Regions from separate parts of the Hordeum vulgare genome. Here region 1 is linked to region 2. The links are chromatin contacts, called in public Hi-C maps. All regions are on one chromosome and are shown on one strand. The core of a region is the stretch at or near the end of the contact, and the rest is flanking DNA. Distances in the headings are between cores, read along the strand shown. Region 1 has its middle 4.8 kb from the start of LOC123450751. Region 2 holds the start of LOC123449491 (3-ketoacyl-CoA synthase 6-like).

Evidence for each region. Hi-C and Micro-C count contacts between places; a contact is called where the count stands out from the background.
Region 1: a Hi-C map of leaf shows a contact between it and region 2, with 2.2 times the contacts expected there. The contact joins the enhancer-like site here to the promoter of LOC123449491 in region 2. A contact is called at or near these places in 2 of 6 Hi-C or Micro-C datasets (leaf and seedling).

What each region holds. Positions count from the first base shown.
Region 1 is chr4H:556,688,882-556,692,594 of MorexV3_pseudomolecules_assembly, forward strand. No RefSeq gene overlaps it. Among protein-coding and RNA genes, the nearest start is that of LOC123450751, 4.8 kb to the left of the region's middle. Within about 2 kb of position 1,795, at least 1 of the 3 cell types and tissues checked has open chromatin away from gene starts, as enhancers often do. A contact at or near this core is called in leaf, where this site is marked.
Region 2 is chr4H:556,652,679-556,656,489 of MorexV3_pseudomolecules_assembly, forward strand. LOC123449491 (3-ketoacyl-CoA synthase 6-like) reads left to right here and starts at 2,529. Exons shown (of 1, transcript XM_045126733.1): 1 at 2,529-3,811. The coding sequence starts at 2,582.

The DNA of each region.
Region 1 (3,713 bases), core at 545-3,044, 35 kb after region 2:
AGGTCCCGGCAAGCCACGCCGGCATCGCAAGGAACCTCCACTCCCGCGCCCTATCGTCGAGTCCAATCGCCGTGCCGCAACCACACCGACAACCAACGTCACCATCATGAGTTGCCCCACCGCAAGATCGACCAGGAGCAACAGGGAACCAGCTGGAGGTAAGCTTCCAACCAGGACGCCAGAGCCCAGGCCAGCCACATCTACCGGGGGACAGCCCCACGCCACCCGAGTTGCCAGCGACTAGATCTGACCTCGCCAGATCGGGGCCACGAACACCACGGGCACGCCCCACACAGCCATCCACACAGTCACCAAGGCCACAACAGCCGTGAAACACGCACGAGAGCCTTCCATCGCCGCCCGAGCATGCGCGGTTGCGCCTTGCTACCAGCACGCCGCCACCCGCCGAAAGGACCGCCCGTGTCGTTTCCTTCAGCAGAGGGGAGAAGAAGTCCCGCCGCCGATGCCAGCTGGGCTTTGCCCGACGACGGCGAGGAGGAGAGGAGGGAGCAGGGGCGGGGCCGACAACGCTAGGGTCCCCTCGATCGCCACGGGGGCGACGCGTGGGGGGGGGGGGGGTGTACACGAGGGACGCGAGGCGCATCATGTGAGTCGTGGTCGATCTATATAGACTTGGCCACTACATGACGTGGAAGAGACGTTTGGACCTCTCGGGTAGTTGGAATTTGGAAATAGATGATCAATGGTACTCACCGTTAATTAGTTTACACAGAAGGGAACCTAAATTACATGATGGAGACATGGTGATCGAGCTAATTAAGAAACAGGAATGACATGCACTCGCAGTTTCGCTTCGACCCATATTAGGGACAAACAGGTTGTTGCTAATCTCCATCCAATTTAATCGCTATATATGCGTATATTTTGGCACGCCTTGCGAAATCCACCACAAACTAGCACTAATCGAGTAGTTGTACTATGTCCATTTGTAAACATGAAAACCTATAAAATCTCAAGTATGCATATAAGCCTTCCGAACACCGATAATGATCTATTTCGTCCGTTCCTAAATATATATAAGACCTTTTAAACATTGCATTATAAACTACATACGAATGCATATAGACATATTTTAAAATGTAGATTCATTCATTTTGCTTCGTATGTAGTCTTTTAATGAAATCTTTAAAAAATCTTATATTTCAAAATTGAGGAAGTAAATTCTTGCGAGCCTAGAACTGAAATTCTAGTTAACTTCGAACAAAGACTCACCATAAAAAGACCCTATTTAGCGAGAGGGGCGATGTGATTGTGCTCCTGAGTTCGAAAGCTATATACCTCGCCCAAACCACAGCTCAATGTTCATTCACGTTTTCAGTTGTGATTTCTTGCATGAGATGCAGCTTTACTCTGGCTTTATCACGTTTCCAACGCCGCAGTTTTACTCACGTAACTATTTTATAATTGACCTATATATGTATATATACACATAAAGAAGGCGTCTGCTCGTCGGCGTGTTGGTTGTTGCAAAAGGCTTGAATGATTGATATACATACAAGCTGAGCGCCCCTGTCTGTCTCACTCGTTTGCTCGACATGGACATTGCCGGAAATAATAACTACCTTCGCTCTCGTCCTAATGTACGTTCAAATTTTTAATGAAATTCAGTACACCTAGGGCAATTCGGAGCCCATATGTCACCCACACGGAAATTAGGTTGCGGTTTATGGTTGGAAACTTTCAAGGCCGTCAAGGCCTTGATTAATTAGCGTGTGTAGCCGCCGGGTGCCGGTGGTTGTCCCGCACAGTGACACCCGCGGCCGGACAATGCCCCTGGGCTTATCTTCACGGCTACACGCCCATGTGGCAAGCCACTCTCACTGTGATCAATGCCTTGCCTTGACGACGGGCGTGGCAAAGTTGTCGTTGACGTACGTCAAATGATTTGCTAGCCGGGCAATCAAGCGCTATTCTGGCCGCATCACGTACCGACTCAAATGACATTAAAGCACAGGTGGGCGAGTGAAGGCAACATCACCTTTAGCCATCTTTGCTTTATGTTTATGGAGTACGCATTGCATGTTAATCTTGCTTTATTTTACCGAATAGTCAGATACTTCTAATTTCCTCTGTGCGTGGGCATTATTTCTTTGTTGTATGGTACACATATTTATCGAGTAAGCTCAAACGTTTTTCACTTGGGGCTTGCTAAAACTAAGTCGACTGGTATTTAACAAAGTCTCAGTCGAGCTTGTAGCATTTTGTCCCATGGTTTCCAACATTTCTTTATGTCAGCTGCAACATCCGTCTTGCTGGTTGTAGCATGTCATCCCTCATCGACTGTAGAACGTCATCTCATCGGTTGCAACTTTTTTATTTTACAGTTGTAACATTTTTAGTTAGAACGGTTGTAGCATATGTTGTTCTTGCTTACAGTATCGTCACAACATTTTTCATCACCATTTATAGCATTCAGCCATGCCGCTTGCAGCATCATAACCGTGCTGATGTCATTTGACTGATACTTTGTTAAGTCTCAGTCGACTAAATTCTACACAAACCCTTTTCACTTTCTCCACGGGTCAATCATTTTTACAGCTACAATATGGATTCATACGTGGTCATTTTAGCATGCGGAGGTACCTGAGCTTTTGGATACTGAATGCAACCGGTGAAAGATGGTAGCACGGGTTACTTGCAACCAATTTGAATGATCGTTTAATAATAGGTTATATGTGTAGTTGCAACCAATTTGAATGATCGTTTAATAATAGGTTATATGTGTAGACATGTAAGTTTATTTTCGCTGGTCATGGCTTCTTCCTTTTTATTGAGATTTATATGCACTGAACTTTGATACTCATCATTTAATAAATGTGATTATGTGCATCACAATGATGCAGAATAGGTTATCCTCCTTTTAAAAATGTATTTCTAATTAATATCGCATCACAACCTAGTCTTTTCGCAAATCAGATAGTTATAGATCTAGAGCTCTAGAAAGATTAGTCATGTTGACTGCTTGATGCCTTCATCAAGATCTATTTTGAACAACAACTTGAATGTTGGGAGTATTTTCATACACAAACTTGAAAAATGGAATGACTTAGTCCAGAAAATTTAGAGCCTAATAAAATTAGACAGACTTAATATGAACTTGGTACATAGCATGCTGGTTCGATCGTGCCCAACGACAATGTTTTCGCAAAGAGAACCATGAACCTTAACATATGTACACACTTGGGTCCTCAGATTCCGGTGGAAAGGTTAATCTTACAACAATGACCACATGCTTTCTCACTTCCTTTCCCTAATGTTTCGTCTCCTCGAGTAAAACTCGTAGCAGGGCAACACTTCTGGTCTAGCATGACATCATGCACTTCGAGCAGGCCGCGATCGAGCTTTGGATGGATGGAGACGACACCCCGTTACCGAGAAATTCGAGAGTATCCATAGGACTACTAGGCACATCCTCATTCTGTTGCTACTTTTTGATTGGGGTTTAATTACATTCAATCCAGTTTCAAATGTAGATATAACCTTCTTCATTAGGGTCGGAAATAGCCTTCTTCATTAGAGACCCTAGGATTTATTGAATCTAGGAAGTGAATGATGCTTGGTAAGGAAATATCTGTAAATACTTATTATCTCAAAATGTTCTAGTTTCCCAGACTAGTAGCACAGGTGATAAAAACAATAATAAAGAAATAGGACATGGATTAAGGTTTCATCTAGAGTCGCATACATTTCTT
Region 2 (3,811 bases), core at 1,279-3,778:
ATGGGATGACATGATCCGTTGAAAAACTTGTTAGGCATTGAACTTAGAACATTGTTGTACTTGCATATTATGTATGAATGATTTATACTATTTTCTTTCCAAAATTTGATTAATATCAGCCAATTTGCATGAATTTCATCCGCTAAGTCGAAACCCGGCTTGAAATGTATGAGGGTGCGTTGGATGACCGGCTTCGGCATCCATGTGCGTGGACTGATCCCCCTGTCCACAGACGTATACCGGAGAAAATTTGTGGGCAGAAATTGGTGATGACCTAATGCTACATATGTATGGCCCTCTCACTCCTCCATGATTTGTTGATTCTACGTTGAGAACAAAAAAATGACATAACTTAATGTGGACATAGCTATATTTGCATGTTCCCAAGATATGAACCTTACAAACTGAAACATTAGGGTTTTTTAGATATGCCTTCTAAAGAGGTAGAAAGGGAGTATTATGTGAAGCTAAAGAATAAATTATCTTAACACTTCAAACATGATTATTTTTTTAACACTAAAAATGACTAATTAATGCTTCCTTCATTTTTGTATAGAAGGCCACAAACCCATATTACAAGTATCAAGAAAAAAGTTAATGTCTTCTAAATCAATTTTGTACGACAACTTGTCTCGTTGTTTACCGTGTAAATTAACATATATTTTTTCTCTCATGCACATCAAACCAATGATCTTACTCCCGCATGCATGCAAGGTATAATTAATGTTCTCTTTGATTAGTATTACAAGGCAAACACCATTAATATTACATCGATTAGTGTTAGTGATCTTGTATTTTTATAAATTGTTATTTTGATAGTGACTTTGTATATAAAAATGGATGGAGTAGTACTAGCAGCCTAGCAACCTAGACTCTCCACAAATAACATATATTTTTTGACACCAACGATATTTTTATAAGCCATATGAAGATTAGTCATGTTGGTTCCATGTCGCCTTCGCAAGGACCTGTGTCTTAAAGGATTTGTGGAGGCCCTTAGGTAGGAAAATATCCCAGTGTATGATTTGGTTTTAGCTGAGTTGGATCCATTCCATTTCGCCCATCACCAACTTTTTCGTCTAGAAGACCCCCATCATGTTGTATAAGAGCATCTTCAACAGCAGCGCAAAACAAGCGCCGCGTCCAAAAATATGCCCTTTTAGCGCGCGCGACGCGGAGGGATGCTCCAGCGGGCGTGCAAAAACCGCGCGCGCGCTAAAACAAGTTGGGCACGTTGTCCATAGCCTTATCCCGCGCTGGTAATTTGGAGCGCTCACTTTCGCGCGCGGCAGACTCGAGCGCGCGCGCGAACTCTCTCTCTTTCTTCCTCCTTCGCACCGCGCGCGCCGGCGCCAGCGCCCCTGCCACCATGGACGCGCAGACCGGCACCCCGCTCACCCCCGCTGTACAGCCGCGAGCCCCCCCCCCCCCCCCCCGCCGTCGTCGTCGTAAACCCTAGCGCGCCGAGCGTTGGCGCCGCCACCGCCGGAGCTCCGCCGACCGTCGGCCTCGCGCGCAGCCTCTTCTTGCCGCCGCGGATGACGACGCCGACGGGTGGCATCGCGCCGGCGCCGTCCCGTGCCGCCGCCGTCCCGTCCCGTGCCGCCGCGGCGGGGTCGAAGAAAGGAAAAACATCTGCGAAGAAGAAGGCGGCGGACGGTTCCGGGAGCTCGAAGACGAAGAAGAAGCTTGCAGGGCGGCGGACCGGCGCGGCGTCTACCGAAGCACCGGCGAGCTCACTCGTTGAGCCAGCGGCCGACGCGCACCACGTGTTCGACGAAATGACGACGTGCATGGGTGGCTTTGGAGCCATGGGATGCATGGGTGCACCTCCGGCCGTCATGGGAGGCATGGGTGGCTTTGGAGCACCCTCCGACGCTATGGCCGCCATGGGTGCACCTCCGGCCGCCATGGGAGGCATGGGTGCACCTCCGGTCGCCGTTGAAGATCTTGCCAACACCGTCGGAGCTTCACGTGATGCGGTGCGTGATGAGGTTAGGGAGGAAGATTCATCTACGGAGGCGGAAGAATCGTCTTTGAAAGATTAGGACGAAGACGAGGAAGATGATGATTGATGTGTCTTTCATTTATATGTCTTGAACTTGTTTGCATTTTAAACTTGTGAGCATGAACTTTTATGCATCAACTTGTTTGTGTCAAATTCACATGTTTGCATTTTTGCGCACGCTGCCGGAGCGGCGCGCGCTGCATTTTAGCGCTGCTGCTGGAGCCAGCGCTGCGCGACGCGCCAAACCAGCCGAAGCGCGCGCGGCAAATAATTTTTTTGGGCGCGGCGCGAAGCGCGGCTGTTGGAGACGCTATAAGTATATACTACATTCAAATAAAAAAAGGAAGATCCTATTGGTAGTACATTTGAAAAATCAAGCTGCCTGGCTCTCCCTACTACCATGCCACCAATGAACTGTAGTAATTGCGCGGCATATTGATGACGATATGACCTGTGCGTGCTTTTTTAGTAGCTCGCCTATAATTGGCACTAACAAACGCACCAAAAATATCCATGCTTTACACTAGACTAGAGAAGACTACACTCGCCGAGTTGGATAGACGATCGAGCACCATGAGCCCGTCCATCGTCACTGTCGGTCTCGCCGCCGCCGCCCTCGTCGCGATTGTGCGGGTCGGGCCGGAGGAGCTGGCCAGCCGGTTCTCGGAGCTCCGGCCCGCGCACATGTTCTTGGCCTGCTTCCTCCCGGCCGCGGCGGCCGTCGTGTACCTCATGCTGCGTCCCCGCGCGGTGTACCTCGTCGACTACGCCGGCTTCCGCACCCCGCACACCTGCCGCATCCCTTTCGCCAGCTTCCTCGAGCACGCAAAGCTGCTGCCGGAGCTCAACGAGCGAAGCATCCGGTTCATGACGCGGCTGCTGGAGCGCTCGGGGCTCGGGGAGGAGACCTGCCTGCCGCCGGCGCACCACTACATCGGCACGCACAAGTACTGCACCGTCGACGCCGCCCGCGCCGAGTTCGAGCTCGTGGCCTTCTCGGCCATCGACGACCTGCTCGCCAAGACCGGCATCGCCCCGGAGGCCATCGACATACTCATCGTCAACTGCAGCCTGTTCTGCCCCACGCCGTCCCTGGTGGACATGATCGTGAACAAGTACAAGCTGCGGAGCGACATCCGCAGCATGCACCTCTCCGGCATGGGGTGCAGCGCGGGGCTCATCGCCGTGGGGCTCGCGAGGAACCTGCTGCAGGTGGCCCCCCATGGCGCGCACGCGCTGGTCGTCTCCACGGAGACCATCACGCCCAACTACTACCTCGGGATCGAGCGCGCAATGCTCCTGCCCAACTGCCTCTTCCGCATCGGCGGGGCGGCCGCGCTGCTGTCGACGTCCCCGGCGAAGGCCCGGTTCCGCCTCAAGCACCTCATACGCACGCTCACCGGCGCCCAGGACGGCGCGTACCGGTGCGTGTTCCAGGAGGAGGACGGCGAAGGCCACCGCGGGATCAACCTCAGCAAGGACCTGATGAACATCGCCGGCGACGCGCTCAAGGCGAACATCACCGCGATGGGGCCGCTGGTCCTGCCGGCCAGCGAGCAGCTCAAGTTCGCCTACTCCTTCGTCGCGCGGAAGGCGATCAACAGGCGGGTGAAGCCGTACATCCCCGACTTCCGCACGGCGTTCGAGCACTTCTGCATCCACGCCGGCGGCCGCGCCATCATCGACGAGCTGCAGAAGAACCTCGGGCTCTCCGACGAGCAGGTGGAGGCGTCGCGGATGACGCTGCACAAGTTCGGGAACACGTCGAGCAGCTCGCTGTGGTACGAGCTCGGGTACATCGAG